Regions from separate parts of the Mus musculus genome. Here region 2 is linked to region 1. Evidence: chromatin contacts called from public promoter capture Hi-C data. All regions are on one chromosome and are shown on one strand. The core of a region is the stretch at or near the end of the contact, and the rest is flanking DNA. Distances in the headings are between cores, read along the strand shown. Region 1 holds the start of Sirt6 (sirtuin 6). Region 2 holds the start of Eid3 (EP300 interacting inhibitor of differentiation 3).

Region 1 (4,733 bases), core at 1,367-3,866:
CCTTGAAGAATCATAGTGAGCAAAAGACCAGGGCTCACAGAGCAGAGCACTTGGGAATCCCTCAGGAATCACTAAATTCGGACGACGATGAAAATGAAAACGGGGGCAGGAAGAGTTTGGGGGTATCTCGGTGACACCTTGCCAGCATGTGCAAAGGAGGAAGGGTTGCCCCAGTAACCACTGAGACCCTGAGTGGGGGGTGGGTGAGCAGAACTGAACCATGAGTGGGACTCAGTGAACCTACGTGGGCAATCAGCATTTGATCCAGAAAACTGAACCAGGGACCTGCTGGAGCAGCTGACCTGCTGGAGTAGCTGACCTGCTGCAGCAGCTGGGGGAACAGCGGATAGGGGATCAGGTGGAGCCTAAAGGACTGGTGGGTTCTGAGCCACAGCAGGGAGGACTGAGCAGTCCTCCAAGCCTGAAGACTCACCTCTGTTTTCTTGAATCGTGCCCGGAGGGTCTTCATCACACCTGCTAGGGGCTCTCGTCTTGTTTCTGGACAAGGCGTGGGTCGGGTGAGGGACAGGATGCTGGGGTGGTCAGCCACACTGTCCTCACAACACAGCCTGGGCAAATCTGCTGTGTGTCCAAGTTCAGGCTACTTGCACCCTCTGAAGGAACTGTCCTCAACTGTAAACAGAGATAATTCCTCCTTGTCCAGGCAGTCCCCTGAAGTGGGGCTGAGCGTGCATCACAACCAGCAGCACTAGTTCAGCAGCTCACACAGGCTGCAACCTGGAGTTTGTGCAATCATTGATGCCATAAACTCCCCACCACACAAACACTCTTCTCTGTGAAATTTCTATTCACAAAATCGCCTCTCTCCCACACAGAACTATCTACCTCCCCAAACGGAGCTTCCAAGTTCTCCCAAGCTGGGTCTCCTCCTGTACCTCTAACCTGGGTTCATATGTAATGGAGCTACAGGGGGAGACACACTGGAAAGTCAGTGTTTTGCAAGAAAGTCTGGTCAAAACTGTCACTATTTAGGGCAGTTCCACCCACCCATCCATCTACCCATCCACCCACCCATCCATCCATCCATCCACCCACCCATCTACCCACCCACCCATCCACCCACCCATCTACCCACTCACCCATCCACCCACCCACCTACCCACTCACCCATCCACCCACCCATCCACCCACCCATCTACCCACTCACCCATCCACCCACCCATCTACCCATCCATCCATCCATTCACTGATCCCACCTCCTCTACTAATCAGGTTCACTTTCACCCCACACCTACCACCAAGGGTGGGTGACAAAACACCCAAAAGAGTTGTCCACATGCTACCAGTCTGAAGGAAATCGCCACGGCAAGGTGGCAGGGAAGGCCTGTGGATTTAAGGGTTTGCCTTCTGAAGAGGTGACACAGCACAGGTGACGCTGCGCACTGGGCCTGGGCCTTGGCTCCCGCGTGGGATGTGTGCACCTGTCACAAGTGTGCAGATGCGTGTGTTCATACTGTTGCAGGTAGCACCCCTCACCAGCACCCAGACTTCCCTGGCCTCCCTCACCCACATCCCCCTACCTCAGGCGACTCCAGACCGGAACCCAGCGTCCAAGCAGCCTCTCTGGTTACCCGCTCCAGCTGCGAGCCACCAGCAGCAGAGTAGAGGTGACACCCGATCAGGTTGGGGTGGGGGAGCGGGGGACGGATGAGCCAAGGGAGGAGACAAGCTGCTGTTAGCCAGCTTGCTCAGATGGGCAGCCCCAAGGACGGCCTCTCCCACCTCCTTGTGTGCTCCTGCCTCCTCGAAGCCTTTCTTGGGGTCTCCACGGGGATCAGGAGGCTTCGGTTGTTATATGCTGCCATTGACCCATCACATGGCTCCTGTGTCTGTTGATTACCAACAGGCAGAATGGTCAGATAGTGCCTCCCATCTCTAGATGGCCACGGAAGCAGGGCTCTTCACCTCTCTCCTTGCATCTCTGGGCACCTCTGGGTAACACGTGGAACTCGCCCAGTTCTGTGGACCTAACCCTATGCTCTGTGATATTCCGGGAGGTGCACTCCAGAAACTAACCCAGGAAATGTTGGCAGGGGGCCCAGAGGTCTTTCCTCTGCCCAAGAACCCCAGTTTTCCATTCATTCTCTCCTGTAGCCAGAGTCAGGCAGACCCTGGATGACAGTCACAAAGGTTAGGGTATCATGTAGCCTAGCGTGGCTTCGAACTTTCTGTCCCCTCCTGCCAGTGCTATAAGCACTCCGGGCAGGGCTCTACACACTGAGAACTGTGGATTTTTGTTTTGCTTTGTTTGGTTTCATTTCTGGGTTTTGCTGATGTTGTCTCTTTTGAAACAGGGAGTTGGTCTGGGACTCGCAATCCCCCTGCCTCGACTCCTGTGAGTGGCCTCATCACTTTTCTGGCTCTGGTCGCGGATCCCAGGACTGGGGAATCCACTAAGTCAGAGAGGTAGTCTCGGCCAGCACTGAAGACTAAGCTTGCTGCATCAGGAGGGCGCATGCGCTCTGGAAAGAATGCTGTTTTTCACCTCCACGTACCCACCCCACCCTCAGGCACGTATCTAGGGAAGGCGGCTACTCTTTCCCGACCGTCCCTTCACCACTTCCGGCGGAAGCGGCCTCAACAAGGGAAACTTTATTGTTCCCGTGCGGCAGCGCCGGCGACGATGTCGGTGAATTATGCAGCAGGGTTGTCGCCTTACGCGGATAAGGGCAAGTGCGGGCTGCCCGAGGTGAGAGCTGCAGTGTTCGAGTCACCGAATGACCCCAGACGGGGAGCGGCCGGGCGAAGCGGGGCATTGTGGGAACAGCATGAAACATAGAGTCTAGACAATGGGAGGGACTTCCCTGGAAGGAGGGGGCGGGAAGTGACACCCACTGCTCAGGCTGGGTGACACGGAGGAACCTGGGTCAGGGAAGGAGTGAGGGGCTAATGGGAACGAGACCAAATCGTCAGGTCAGGGAGTGGACGTCTTAATTGTCAGGGAAAACCTGGAGCTGTGGGAAGATCTGCAGGGCCGGAAGCTGGCACCCTTTCCTGGGGGCATCCCTGTACCCCACTCTGTACTCCTCCCTGAATCTGGGCCAGATGGATCCTGAGTGTGGGGCTGTCAGTCTTTGTTGTTTCTGAAGGGGTGTAGTAGGGTGGAGGGTTCTCTCTTTGTAGCCCAGGCTGGCCCCGAACTCACAGGAATCTTCCTGCCTCTGCCTCCCGAGTACTGGTGTTAAAGGCCTGCGACACCATGCCCTGCCTGCCTCATGTTAACGGAGCCCCTAGACAAGTAGAGCTGCATCTTGATTTAGGGGAGAGAGGTGGGTTATCTAAAGTCCAGGATGGGGGATGACGTCAGTGGGGAGGTCACGTGGGCCACAACCAGACCAGGACAAAGGAGTGGCTGCCTGCAGGAACAGCACTCTGGGAAGAGGGCTCGGCATGTGCAAAGGCCCTGGGGTAGGACACAGCGATGTGTTAAGAGTGTGGCTGGAACTGAGGGATGTTGAGAAGGGGCAGACAGAGCATTGACCCACAGGAGGCCTGCCACTTGGGAGGTCACGTGTTGCCTCCTCCTGCCCTCTGACCCTACAGATCTTCGACCCACCAGAGGAGCTGGAACGCAAGGTGTGGGAGCTGGCCCGGCTAATGTGGCAGTCCTCCAGCGTGGTTTTCCACACGGGCGCCGGCATCAGCACCGCCTCTGGCATCCCCGACTTCAGGTCGGTGAACAATGAGGGGAAACTGAGGCAGGGCTCTTGCTGATACACCTCTAGGGACTAAGGTGAGGTGGCAGAAGGACCTTTCAGTTTTCCTATGTCTCTGAAAGGCCCAGCAAAAACTCCACTTGCCCAAGGATCAGAGCATGCCCACATAATGTAGTAGCTGCAAGGCATGCTGGGAAATGTATTCATGCAGCTCGGCCAGCCACTGGGTTTTCTAGGGTCAGAATGACTCAATGTTGTGGAGTGACTAGCTCACCCATAACCTTCGGTGGCAGCCTATGACCACTGTAAAGCATTCTGGGAACCCGCAGCCGGTCTTAACCAGTACTCAGCCCCAGCTCCACTAGCTCCCCTGCCTTTGTTTACCCCCAGACCCTCAGCCCCTCCGCCTCTTTCATGAAGACGTCCCATGCTCTTTAGAATTCTTGCCTACCCGGCAGTCATTGTCTCCACCACAGGATACAGAACCACCCTAAGAACGGGGCTGGGGCCAGCATGGGCTGACTTCAGCATTAACAGGAAGAGCCCACAGCCTGGAAAATGAATGTTTGACCTCTGTGCCTGTCCTCCTCTGCTTGCTATCCTCAGAGGCCCCCATGGCGTGTGGACCATGGAGGAACGCGGCCTGGCCCCCAAGTTTGACACCACCTTCGAGAATGCTCGGCCCTCGAAGACCCACATGGCCCTGGTTCAGCTAGAACGCATGGGCTTCCTCAGCTTCCTGGTCAGCCAGAACGTAGACGGGCTGCACGTGCGCTCGGGCTTCCCCAGGTCCGATGAGTCGGCCGGGGGGCTGGGGCTCAATTGCATCTCTTCCTCCTTATTGGACCAGGGTGCCCTAGCTCAGGGGCATTTATTAGGGATGCAAAGAGGGGGAAGGCTCGGAGCCCAAAGCCGGGCAGTACTTGGTCAAATTGGGGGGATGTAGGCAGGGTTCCACCCCTCACTGGGGTGGGGTGGGGAGGTTGGCAGGGGCTTTAGGGCCAACTGACTGTTGCGGCAGAGGGCGAGTACATGACAGAATTTCTCCATGTCTTG
Region 2 (4,843 bases), core at 304-2,803, 1.2 Mb before region 1:
CTTGCCCCGACCTGGTGAAAAGCCCCCTTGCCCTTAGTTTTGCAGCGTCAGAAAAAGCAATTCAGTATCCCAGTGAGTCCTGGTTTTTGTGTTTAGCAAGTTGGCTAATTAATACTTTCTAAGAAACTCGGGAGCTTACTGAGAGTGTCATGTGAATTTCAAAAAAACTTTCCCATAAGCATGAGAGTGAACTTTTAAGATTACAACCTTATTAGATTATCAAGTAAAATACACTGCACAGTAGACAATTTCATTTGTTCTTGAAAATAGTTTACTAGAGTTTGTGCTTCTGTTTAGATTCCATTTTTCGATGTTAGTTCAAGATATACTATGAATAAAACTCTTTAATATGAGTTTTTGATCATAGCCTCTGAAATTTCAAAAGTGGAGACAATATTTTTCCAGTCCTGTAAACTCAAAGATATAACGCCTTGTTTCCTGCAGTACGAATAGGAATCACTTTCATCATCCACCTGGCTCACATTAGTTGGCTCTAGAATTGGCAGCCTGTCTTGGTCAAGCCTTATTCTTGCAAAGCCATCCCTAATAATAAAAGACACATAGAAGATATTCTCCACAGTGCGAGAGAATGAGTTTGGATCAATCACAAACTCAAAGTATGACACTGGAGTATCGGGGTACTTTTGAAAGTAGGTTTGCAGCAATCCCAAGATTCTCTCAACTTCTTTTTCTGTCGTCTCCTGATTAGCATGCACATCCAGCCTCCTCAACTTTGTAGGCATATCTCCACTTCCTTCCATTTTGCAAGCTCTTTTGTGACATCCAAGCCGGGGCTTTCGTGCAGAACGTTCTGCCTTAAATGACCCAAAAATGAAGTGGAACGTTTCGGCTTGCAGCATCCAGGAGGTTGCTTCCTCGTGCAACATGCCCCAAAAGGAAAGAACTATGCTATCATCGCAGTCGCTAAATTCCTTACACTCCTCTTCTACCCAATTGAAGCCCACAAACAACAGCAGCAAATCGCAGAAGGCAATGGGATTAAAAAAGTTCATATCGGTGTTTAGCTGCTTCGCCTTCTCTTTACCCAGATCAGAGGCCAAAACCAGGAACTGGGCATCAAGGGCTGCCTCTCTGGTTCTGCTCACTCCGTCAAACAGCACGTTGGCTTCCTCCAGGGCCTCACTCAGCGTGTCGCTGGCCGTGTTCACAATGTCCTCGCGGTTCTGCTGCACGGTGTAGATGAGCTGCCGGTACTGCCTGCGGATTTTGCGGCACTTCTCTCGATCCACCACCAGCTCCAGGAGGTCTGGGTGCATGCAGGGGGGCTCGGGGTTCGGGTCATCGGAGCTACTGTCTGAGCCTTCCTCCTCCTCATCTTCCCCTTCCTCCTTTTCTTCCTTCTTCACTGCCTCTTCCTCCTCCTGTTTCACCAGGTGCTGCCATGCCAGACTCCGGACCAGCTCCCCTCTTTTCTCTTTGCCTCCAGTAAGGGAACATTTTTCTTTAGACATGGTGGTGGTGCGCAGGTAACAGCTCTCCCAGGGCTACTACCATACTACCTACCAACCGTAGCGACGCGAGATGGCAAAGGTAAGCCGTTGGAACAGAGCCTCCTGCCCATGCGCAAGCAACCCCGCCCCCCAGCTCACAGAGACCACACCTCCAGCCCAGGCTCCCGTTGTTCTTTTTCTGCTTAGAGGGAAGTACATGCTAATTCACAGCATGAAGGATGCTTCTTGCCCCCCACCCCCACCATCCCTTACACTCTTAGGAGTGTCTCCACTCAAGGGTGGAAGAACAGTGGGCAGGCAGGATTTTGCAAGGGAAGCCTGCCAAAGGCTAAATGCTTTTATACACTACAGAGGAGGTTAACCTGAATCCTATAAGATGAGCAAACTAAGAAGATTTTTAGTATCATCTCGCACCATCTGTGTTATCACCTACTGGGTGAATAATATGCTTTGGGAACCACACACCAGCTCACCAGTGACCCATGGCGCAATTAAGTGGCTGGAGTTATCAGTGCACAGCGATTTAACAATGTGAGGAGTGTTTTGTTTCTAAGTTCAACAAGCGCATCATACCCAACTCTCACCACAGAAAGCTTGGGGGGGGGGGGGGGGCACGGGACTCTGTCAGTGACAGAGTTCAGCACCCCATGGGGTAGCTCACAGCCACTGCCTGTAACTCCAGTTCCAACACTTCCTTCTAGCCTCCACTGGCAATCATGTGTGCATGCACATACTTTTAAAAATAAACCTTCAAAAAGACGAACCACTCAACGTGAGTGAAAGAATCAACTCCGCAAACTTGTCCTCTGAATTCCATACATGGACCATGGTACTCATGTCTACACATATGCTGTCTTTTAAACTTGACATACAGACCAGGGTACTCATGCCTAAACATACATCATACATATATCACAATACTAATTTTTAATTTTTTAAAATGGGCTGAAGGGGCTGGAGACAAGGTTTAGATGTTAAGAGCACTTACAGGCTCACAACTTTAACTCCACCTCAAGGAATCCAATCTAAAAATGGGCTGGAAGAAAAGCCTGTGTCCCAGTCTTTATCTACTTATATTAACTTAGACGGGTGCTAAATCTGCAAGCCACCACTGTCCCTCATTTATAAGATGGGAATTATAACATATAGAATAAAAATTATATAATCAGTGGTTTTAACTACCGAGTACATACTTACTATGTTCTTTTATATACAAAGCAATGATTTTTTTCATTGTTTTAGGTTTTAGGAAAAGAAAAATATTTTTAGGTTGAGGATGTACATACAGGCCTCTGTACTCAACACGCACATATCCACATTTAAATGTACACATCTTTAAATGAAAAAAAAAAATGCTTCTGTAATTTCCATATACTTGAGTTTCCTCATTTGCAAAATCGGTCTCCTGCGTATTCCACTCTATCTTAAAAACTATTACTGATCTTTTTTCTTTTTTTTTTTTTTTTTTTGGTTTTTCGAGATAGGGTTTCTTGTGTAGTCCTGGCTGTCCTGGAACTCACTCTGTAGACCAGGCTGGCCTCCAAAGCAGAAATTCACCTGCCTCTGCCTCCCAAGTGCTGGGATTAAAGGTGTGCACCACCACTGCCCACTGTCCGACTCCTTTTTTTTTCTTTTGGCATATACGGTGGCTTATATGGGTATGGCCCCCATATGTATGCTTGGCCCATAGGGAGTGGCACTATTAGGAGGTTTGGTGTTGTGGAAGGACGTGTCACTGTGGGGGCAGGCTTTGAAGTTTCCTATGCTCAAGCTATGCCCAATGTGGCACACAGTCTCCTTCTGCTGCCTGCAGATCAAGATGTAGAACTCTGGGCTCCTTCAGCACCACGTCTGCCTGGACACTGCCATTCTTCCCACCATGATGATAATGGACTGAACCTCTGAAGCTGCAAGCCAGTTCCAATGAAATGTTTTCCTTTCTAATACTTTGCCATGGTCATGTTGTCCCTTCACAGCAAGGAAACCCTAAGACAGCATACGTTTTCTAGTAGTGTTGTGGATTGAACCTTGAACTTAGGGCCATGGCAAGCCAGGCAATCCCTCTATACCACTCAGCTTACCCCTAAGTCCTAACAAAAGTATTTTTAAATGTGTATATCATCATACAGATCTGTGTCAGAGATAACAGGGTAAGGCCTAGCCTCACAGTTGCATGATTAACTGAAGTGGCCTCTTTCTTTCTGACAAAGGCTCACCTGCACTGCATGCCAAGCTAAAGGCACTATGACTATCAGATGTAAAATTCTAAGTTGTTTCCCAATGTGCTAATCAGAACCAGTTCTGAACAGCTCAGAGTTTCATGTCTGACAACCCACCTTCAATGAAACCAGAACCTTCAAAGTTAACTCCCTTAAGTGGATCTTTATGTCCCAGCCACTTCATCTATGGAAGGAGGAGACGAATGAAGTGCTAATCTATGGAACGCATATGAAGAGCTAAAGGACAAATGAGAGATGGATAAGCGTTTTATCCTTCTGATGTGGTAAGCACAGGGGAATGAAGTCTCATCCAGTAAGCTTCAAATGAATGGCCGTCCACTCCATGCCAGCAGTATGCTGGGATTTGCATGGGCTCCATCCTGACTCACAAGCACAAGAATCAGAGCAGGAGCAGGCGTGTCTCAGAAGTAGTCAGCAGAGCAGTGCGCGGAGCAGATAGTGAGCTCTGCAGGCAGGTGGTCTGGCACGCAGCCCTGCCTCTGCCTGGTAGCCAGCTGTGTACTCCGGTAACTATGGAGGTCTTCATTTTTTTACCTGCAATACTGGATGACACCATATCCTTCACCAGGCAGTTGTGAAAACTTAGAATCCAGCACACAAACAGTTGTTACTGTCAGTACTAGGCATTTCCATTTAGCTCTGGTTACTAGCATACCCTTGAGAACGCAGGCATATAAAGTAAGCCTACTTTTCCACCTTCATAAGCAAGCCAGAAAATTATCTCTGACAGGATTCCTCCTCTTCCAGAAAGAAGGATTTGTAGGGTTGCGGTGGGAACTACACAAGTAGTTGGCCAAACAATGCATTTCTCTAAATAGGTGCTCACCTGGAAAGGTGGGTCTGGACAGGAACTGAAGGATCCCAGCAGAGCAGGGAAATCTAAGGAACTGAAGGTGTAATACTCCCAGGAGCTTACAGCAGCTTGGGAGTAGAGATGATGTAAAAGAAAACCAGGCTGGCCCTGACCCAAGAAGGCTCATGACAAAGAACTGAAAAGTGAGCCCTTTATCTTGGAAGCAGTCCAGGCAGTAAGAAGCAGGCATGAGGAAGATGGCCCTGGGCAGGGAGGGAGGGAGAGAGAGTTCAGGGTGGGAGGCGTGAGAAGCTTGAAGTGATATAGGCAAGATGAAA

Evidence for each region. Promoter capture Hi-C pulls out the DNA fragments that hold promoters and counts their contacts.
Region 2: a promoter capture Hi-C map of stem cell-derived epiblast-like cells shows a contact between it and region 1, with 5 times the contacts expected there. The contact joins the promoter of Eid3 here to the promoter of Sirt6 in region 1. A contact is called at or near these places in 5 of 39 promoter capture datasets (the C10 cell line, HPC-7-derived erythroid cells, cranial neural crest and 2 more), 1 of 484 Hi-C or Micro-C datasets (B cells) and 3 of 115 datasets of contacts at active chromatin or transcription factors (bone marrow-derived dendritic cells, embryonic forebrain and pancreatic cancer cells).

The regions. Positions count from the first base shown.
Region 1 is chr10:81,625,449-81,630,181 of GRCm38.p6, reverse strand. Sirt6 (sirtuin 6) reads left to right here and starts at 2,616. Exons shown (of 8, transcript NM_181586.4): 1 at 2,616-2,710; 2 at 3,565-3,692; 3 at 4,284-4,466. The coding sequence starts at 2,645. It also overlaps a transcript of Ankrd24 not described here.
Region 2 is chr10:82,863,336-82,868,178 of GRCm38.p6, reverse strand. It overlaps Eid3 (EP300 interacting inhibitor of differentiation 3), which reads right to left and starts at 1,553. Exons shown (of 1, transcript NM_025499.2): 1 at 249-1,553. The coding sequence starts at 1,472. The coding sequence ends at 345. All of the region lies in intron 2 of Txnrd1 (thioredoxin reductase 1), which reads right to left.